Linked DNA regions of Bos taurus: region 2 is linked to region 1. The links are chromatin contacts, called in public Hi-C maps. All regions are on one chromosome and are shown on one strand. The core of a region is the stretch at or near the end of the contact, and the rest is flanking DNA. Distances in the headings are between cores, read along the strand shown. Region 1 has its middle 17 kb from the start of HSPB1. Region 2 holds the start of ZP3 (zona pellucida glycoprotein 3).

The links. Hi-C and Micro-C count contacts between places; a contact is called where the count stands out from the background.
Region 2: a contact with region 1 is called in a Hi-C map of an unstated tissue, with 2.9 times the contacts expected there. The contact joins the promoter of ZP3 here to the enhancer-like site in region 1. A contact is called at or near these places in 2 of 11 Hi-C or Micro-C datasets (skeletal muscle and an unstated tissue).

What each region holds. Positions count from the first base shown.
Region 1 is chr25:34,360,462-34,364,091 of ARS-UCD2.0, forward strand. No RefSeq gene overlaps it. Among named protein-coding and RNA genes, the nearest start is that of HSPB1, 17 kb to the left of the region's middle. Within about 2 kb of position 1,705, at least 96 of the 102 cell types and tissues checked have an H3K27ac peak or open chromatin away from gene starts, as enhancers often do. A contact at or near this core is called in skeletal muscle, where this site is marked.
Region 2 is chr25:34,444,471-34,448,311 of ARS-UCD2.0, forward strand. ZP3 (zona pellucida glycoprotein 3) reads left to right here and starts at 1,684. Exons shown (of 8, transcript NM_173974.3): 1 at 1,684-2,023. The coding sequence starts at 1,715.

The DNA.
Region 1 (3,630 bases), core at 455-2,954:
GCCAGAATACTAGAGTGGGTAGCCGTTCCCTTCTCCAGAGGATCTTCCCAGGAATCGAACCCAGGTTTCCCAAATTGCAGGCGGATTCTTTACTAGCTGAGCCACAAGGGAAGCCAATACATGGGAAGTCTTTAGTTACTTATTTTTCGAGTAAGAAACACTCATGAAAATTATGGGAAGATAACTTTGATCTTATTAAGAATGGAGATCACCCTTATTACAAAGTGAAATCACTGGTGATCTTTGTAAGTCAAAGGTTGAGGGAGGAATTCCCTGGTCGTCCAGGGGTTTAAGACTCCGTGCTTCCACTGAAAGGGGCACAGGTTCTATCCCTGGTCTGGGAACTAAGATTCTGCTTGCTTGCTTGCATCTCAGCCAAAAGGAAAAAAAAAAGTCGAAGGCAATATGAGGAAGCAGTAACTGTTCTTTCAGTTCTATTACAAAATGGAAGGAAATGGGACTTGAGCTTTAGAAAATAATCTTCTTTAGAGAAGATTTCCATTCAAGACTAAAGACACTTAACGAGTTTAAATGATGTGAGGATGGATGGAGAGAAGCAATGGAGCAATTGATAATGAGATTTAATTTATAACCAGGAACATAAAGTTCCAAGAAAGAAAAGAACAGACTGTGAGGGAATTCTCAGGTGGTCCAGGAGTTAGAACTGGGCTTCCATTTCACAGATATGGAAACTGACTTCTGAAGGACTAAGGAACTTGAGAAGTTATGCCTCACAACTAGAACAGGATGGGAGAATTCAAATCCTAAACTCTTAAGCTTTCTACCACTGAAATCCCTTCATCTGGAAAACGACACATGTTGCTGGGGACAGAAATCTCACCTTTCTAAATAGCCAGTAGCCACACTGAAGTTGGTCTTCAATTCCTCACTCCAGATTTGACACTGCCTCAGGCAACCCATCTCCCCTCCTAGCCTCAGATTACACAGCTCTAGGTTGGGAGATGAGAAGGGCGGAGATTGGGGTTGTCTGAGCTTCCTAACATTTCTGACATCCGCTTCTTGGGGGAAGAACTCTGGCTGGCCACCGCTCAGAGCGGCCACCCCGGAAGTGTGGGGGAAAGAAGGGCGTTGAGTGGGAGGGCATTTTGCAAGCGGCAGGGAAGGCTAGAGACCTGGGCGGGGGCCTGGCCATGGAAGGCCTTGATGTCCAAGGCAGCAGAGTCTGGCCTCGGCGTCCTCTGGACCGTGGGGCCTGCGTGTGAGGTGATGGAACTCGGTGGCCAACCCCTTGAGTCCCGCCAACTGCTGGGAGGGTCAGGCAAGCAAGTGGTACAGAGAGACCCCCGGCTTTCTCTGCAATATGAAAATAACGGAGACCTCCAGGGGCTGGTTCCAGAACAAGATCCACGTAGGTTAGAAAGCATGGCGAACCCGCCCTGGACTTGACAGGCTGCGTCGTTGTTCCAGAAGGGAACTCTGAGGGTCAGGCATTGGGTCGCGGGCCCCGCGGGAGCCCAAACCCCGCCCTTCCAAGCCAGCTCCTTCGGCCGACCGATCGCGGCAACGGACAAGGCCCGCAGAGGTCGCTAACTCCCTATAAGGCGTTGTAATGCCCTACAGAGGCCTGGCCAGGTTACTCCGGGTGACAAAGGCCCGCGAGGAGGGCGGAGACCCGGGGAGGAGAGAGGGGAGAGTGAACGGAGGCGGGGTGGGTGTGGCTTAGGACGGCCCGGCGGTGGGAGGAGAGCCCGGGCGGAGCGCAGCGGTTGGGCTCGGGCAACCGCCAGGCTGATTCCGGAGCAGAGCCCTAGCGACAGGCCGACCATTGGACGAGCGGGGCAGGCTGGCTGTGATTGGCTCTCGCTGCTGCCCCCGATTGGAAGGCGGCCCCGTCTCCGCCCTTGCTCACATCCGGGGTGGTCTGGCCTGGCCTGGCCCCGTCGCCGATCCCAGGTTGTCGGGTTCCCCTTGACCTCCAGGGGCAGCGCCCCCGGAGACAAGGCTGACCGGCGCGCGGGCTCGTGCGGCTCACCCATGAGGAGTCGCCGGTGTCGACGCGCGCCTGTGGTGCCGGCGCATAACAGGCCCCGGGTACACGCAGGGGGCGACATCCTGCCCCCCGGGGCCTAGGTGTTTGAAGATAGGTGACCCGAGGGAAGCCCGAGGATGGTTCTCCCCGATGGGTTGGAGCTGGGGCGAGACGGGCCGAGCTCCACGGCCCTGCTGCCGTCTCGGGGTCTGGGCCCAGCCGGGGGCGCGCGAAGGCTTGCAGGAAGCCGAACCTGGCCGCACCCGGGTTTGGCTGCAGAGCCGGGCAATGCCCGGCGGGGGGCAGCAGAGGATGGAGCCACAGAAGCAGGCCCCTAGGTGAGGCGGGGTCGGGCCCCGGATGGATGCTGAGCCCTCCTAACTCCAGGGCCCCGCAAACCAAGTAATGGGTCAGGAGCGGCCAGACCAGTCGCAAGTGCATTCTTGAGTGCTGAAGCCCTGAGGGATGGACCAAGGCCGTTTGTTTTCTTCCCTTGGTTGTTACGGCGCTGTCACCACTGGGCTAAATACATTGTAGATCCTTAACCTTTAGGATACTGGGGGGGAGGGTGCTCCTTTTGCCTTTGCCCAGCAGTGTAATGAAGTGTGTGTCTGATTTTGAGGATCTGGACAGCACTTAGGGAAATTACAATGGAAAGGAATTCACCCACAGTGCTTGCAGTCAGCGACAAGCTGCTCCCCCTTTATACATGTTACCCAGCCATTTACTAAATCTATTTTGTGTATTCAATGAATGTAATCCCTAATTTAGGTCAAAAGAATATTTTTCACTTGGTCCACCCACTACCCTCTCCAACCTAGCATTCATCACTGAGGGACCACAACATTCCCCCCAAAGAATTTTTTTTTAAGCTGAGCAGGGAAAACCACCTATAAGCTGTTAACACCTCCATATTTTCAGAGGCAAGGACTTTTGGAAGGCAGTATACTTTCATATTTCACTTTCCCTTTTCACTTGCATGCATTGGAGAAGGAAATAGCAACCCACTCCAGTGTTCTTGCCTGGAGAATCCCAGGGATGGCGGAGCCTGGCGGGCTGCCATCTGTGGGGTCGCACAGAGTTGGACACGACTGAAGCAACTTAGCGCCAGCAGCAGTATACTTTCATAAGGGAATCCAAAATGAGCTGTCAGTCGGGCTTTAAACAACTGAAGGGACCATCCAAACTCCCCATCTCAATTCTGGCTTCAGGAGGCTAAGAGCCAGTAAGCAGTAGGGTAACTTGTCCATCGTGGAGACTGCGTTAAAACAAGTCTAGATTCCTTCTCCCAGGTAGATCCAGTGTGAAGGCAGCCTGTCAGACGATTGCGGGTTCCTGACAACTCTGGGAATATGGTGGGCTGCACTATTTCACTACCTAGGCCAAGCATAGGGGCAGAACAGCTGCAGAGCACCAGGACTCACCAAACCTAGTAAATGGTTGCTGAGTCAACACAAGGGCTGAGTGGACACCCACCTTGTTTTTTTTTTCCATCCAAGGGAAGGAGATGGGTGTGAGGAGGCAAAACGCCTTAACCTAAAGGACTAGTCAGAAAACAAGAGTTCCCCTGTGTAACGGGCAGGTAACTTTGTCCTTGTGGACTCGGGTCACACAGACCCTGGTGCAGACTGCTGCTTAAG
Region 2 (3,841 bases), core at 434-2,933, 84 kb after region 1:
TGCTCTTGACTGTTTCTCCCTGGTCTCAAATCCCCTCCCTTCCCTAATTAACAAGTGCTTGAATCTGCCCATTGGGACCCAGGAAGGGCATGGGGGCTGAGTGAAGGCTGTCTCCTGAAATCAAAGAAGTGGGGGACACAGAAAGCCTTTCTGTCCAGGAGCCCCACAGCGCCCTGCTTGGTATCACTTCTGCCCCTAGGAATTTAACGCCGTGACTATTTTGAGTTCTTTCTCTCCTCTTGAAGGACTCTCACCCAGGCCTGGCAAGGAGTAGGCCGTGAGGAAGGGCCCACCCTGTCTGTCAGTCTTTCTCCACCTCCCAACCAGGGGTGCAGTAGCCCCCCTGACTCTTGTCTTCAGACCTACCCCTCCCCAACTAGAGCTGGCCAGACCACTCATCTTCCCCACCCTGCCTCTCCCCCACCAAGAGCAAAGTCCAGCATCTCAGCCCAGCACCTTCAGGATCCTGCCCCCCAGCCCCCTGAACTGTCTCTCTGGCCCCTAGGGACCTGAGGCTCCAGCAACTCTGAGTTCCTGAGGTTTTCCCTCGGGTCTACCCAGTGTCCTGTCTACACTCTGTTCACACAGATCCCTCTGCCTGAACTGCCCTTCCCTGCTACCTCCTATGCAGTTGAGCAGCAAGGACTTCCTGGTGGTCCGGTGGCTAAGGCACCATGCTCCCAATACAGGGGGCCCAGGTTCGATCCCTGGTCAGGGAACTAGATCCTATATGCCACAACTAAAGATCCCACGTGCCACAACCGAGACCTGGTGCAGCCAAATAAATAAATATTGAAAAATGCAATCTTATAAAAAAAAAATAAAGTTGAGCAGCATCCCACAACATTCCCTGGTCTCCTAATGATACCATGGTTTCTCTGCTTAGAAAGAGCACCCATCTCTGATAAAATTCTCCTCATCCTTAATCAGTCCTTAGTCAAGGGCTTTCTCCTGGTCTCCCCCAATGATCCAGGCTTCCCAGGTGGCACAGTGGGAAAGAATACGCATCCAATGCAGGAGATGTGAGAGAAGTGGGTTCAATCCCTGAGTCGGGAAGATCCCCTGGAGAAGGAAATGGCAACCCACTCCAGTATTCTTGCCTGGAGAAGCCCGCGGACAGAGGAGACTGGTGGGCTATAGTCCATGGGGTTGAAAAGAGTCAGACACGATTGAGCAACCAACACACACACCCTAAGGATCCAGGGTAGCTCTTAGCTCCCTCTCTAGGTGATGCAAAGGGTGGAAGGAGGGAAGGGGTGAGAAGCTATGACTGACCAGGCTACCAGCTGATGCTTCTCAAAGCTTAATGTGAATACAGATCACTTGGGGATAAAGAGGGAGACCAGGTCCTGACTTAGTTAGCCTGGGCTGTGTCAGAGAGTCTGAGTTTCTTTCTTTTGGCCTGCCCACGGTGCTTGCAAGATCTTAGTTCCCCCATCTGGGGTGGAACCCGTGCCCCCTGCAGTGGAAGTGTACCTTCGTAACCACTGGGCCACCAGAGAAGTCCCAGAGTCTGCCTTTTGAACAAGCTCCCAGGTGAGGCCGATGCTGCGGGCCTGGAGGGCCACCTTAAGCATCGGGGCCTGGCCCACTTGATTGGCTGGGGAAGAGAGGCACTTGGGGCCCAGGTGTGAGTGGCCATCATCAGGGGTATAAGACGGTGGGTGGTGCCTGCCCAGGAGTCACAGTGGGTGGGAGTGGCTTCGTGGGCACCATGGGGCCGTGCTCTAGGCTGTTCGTCTGCTTTCTGCTCTGGGGAAGCACAGAGCTCTGCAGCCCCCAGCCCTTCTGGGATGATGAAACCGAGCGCTTCAGGCCATCAAAGCCGCCCGCCGTGATGGTGGAGTGTCAGGAGGCCCAGCTGGTGGTCACAGTCGACAAAGACCTTTTCGGCACAGGGAAGCTCATCCGGCCTGCGGACCTCACCCTGGGCCCCGACAACTGTGAGCCGCTGGCCTCCGCGGACACGGATGGCGTGGTTAGGTTTGCGGTCGGGCTGCACGAGTGTGGCAACATCTTGCAGGTGAGGCTTGGCCCCACCTCGGCAGCCCCGGCTTTGATGGGATGACACGGGAGGGGGCCGGTGATGCAGAGTGTGGGTGAAGGTGGGGCTAGGGTGGATCCCTTTCATTAGGGGGAGCTGAGTGGGTGGAGCTGCTGAGACCTGAAGCTGGGCCTTGGTGGCGCTGGGGTGAGGGAGTTTCCTGCCTCTGGGTGCCAAAGTTGGGGAGGTGGGATGGAGACCAGAAGTGGCAGTTCACTTTGCGCCAGACCGGGCACCCCCACTCTGATTTCTGAGGACTTCTGAACCCCTAGGGGGCAACCAGAAGACATAGTCAACATGGGTGGGGGGTGGGTGCGTGATGGGTTACTCTGCAGGTAACCCAGCGCTTTCATGGGGCCCTAGAAACTTGTAATGGAAGAGGTGAATTTTGAAACCTCAGAAAGCCCAAAAGTCATCACGGGAAAAAACTATTTTGGTGTCCCTCATTCATGTTAATGGCTTTGAAGCCTTGAGTTGAAAGTGGTTTGAGGGCAGGGTCAAAGGGCATCATGGTTGAAGAGGCTCAAAGTGTGGGTCCCATGGGGGCAGTCTCAAACGGGGGTGTGTGTGCAGGGGGAAAGCTGAGTAATTCAGGCCAGATCGTCCCCCAAGGGGAGGGGCAGAGCCTCGGTAGGAGGGCCCTCCTAGCAAGGGCCAGGGCACTGGCCCAGCAGGTGCACAATTCCTGGATCAACTTCGTGCTGCCCCTCAGAGGATTTGTCCTCCCCTCCCTTACGCCCCCCACCCAGATAGCCCTTGGACTCTGGTCTCAGTTCAGCCAAGTTCAGCCCCTGGAGTCGTCCTCGGGAGCTCTGGTCTCAGGATGGTCCCTAGGGCTGGACTTGAAGCCACCTGGACCTCATTTCCCTGGGGAGAGCTTAGGCAAGCCAGAGCTGCTTAGAGTTAAGGGATTATCCTAACTAGTAACTCCCAGTCTTAGGGCATCAGAGTCACCCAGGGACTGATCCCCATATTCCATCTGAAATTGGGATGGAAGTGGGGGCAGACGTCAGTATCTGTAAGATCCACCATGGAGCACAGCTGGGCAGCTTGCCCGGTCTCACCAGATGAGAATCACGTGGGGAAAATCACATGGGGTTCCGGCGGCTTGCGGGGACCACGCTTGCTTTAATGATGCTCCACTGTCCTGACGTTCTTTCCTGTTGGACAAGGAGCCCCACATTTTCCCTTTGCACCGGGTTCCACAAATATGCAGCTTCTCCACTTGGGGACTTGCTAATGGACAGCTAGGACTCTCCTCTGAAGTTTGAGCGGTGAGGGCGGGCTGGGCAGCTGCTCACTGGGAGGGGGGTGTTGGGAGGGGATGCAAATTGCCCAGCAGCACCTGCTGGTGCTCTTCCGGCCTTGGGCAGCCGCAAAGCCAGCTTCCCCCTCTGAGACGAGCGTGAGAATAAGTCAGAAGAAGGAGGGTGAGTTAGGTGGTCACTGCTGTGGCAGTGAGTTGAAATTCCTGGAACTTCCTAGCCTCTTCTGGGGGCTTTCTTGGCCCCCAGGCCTTCCCTGGAAAAGGAAAAGGTGTATGTGTCTCGGGGTGGGGGGCAGCAGCTTGAGACAGGACCTCGCACCCAAGGCCTCTGGTCAACAGGGCCTTGCTTGCTGGTGACACAGAGCTGATCCAGAACCCCCGGGGCGGTGTCCCTATTTTGCAGTGAAACCAGGTGTGAAGCGGGGCGCCTGTGCAGCTGCTCCCACGGGTCAGCGAAGTGGGCTTTGAGCCCAGGGCCTGTGTGCTCTCCACCTCCAGCGGCCCCGGCCCCCCAGCCCCTTGCCGGGCAC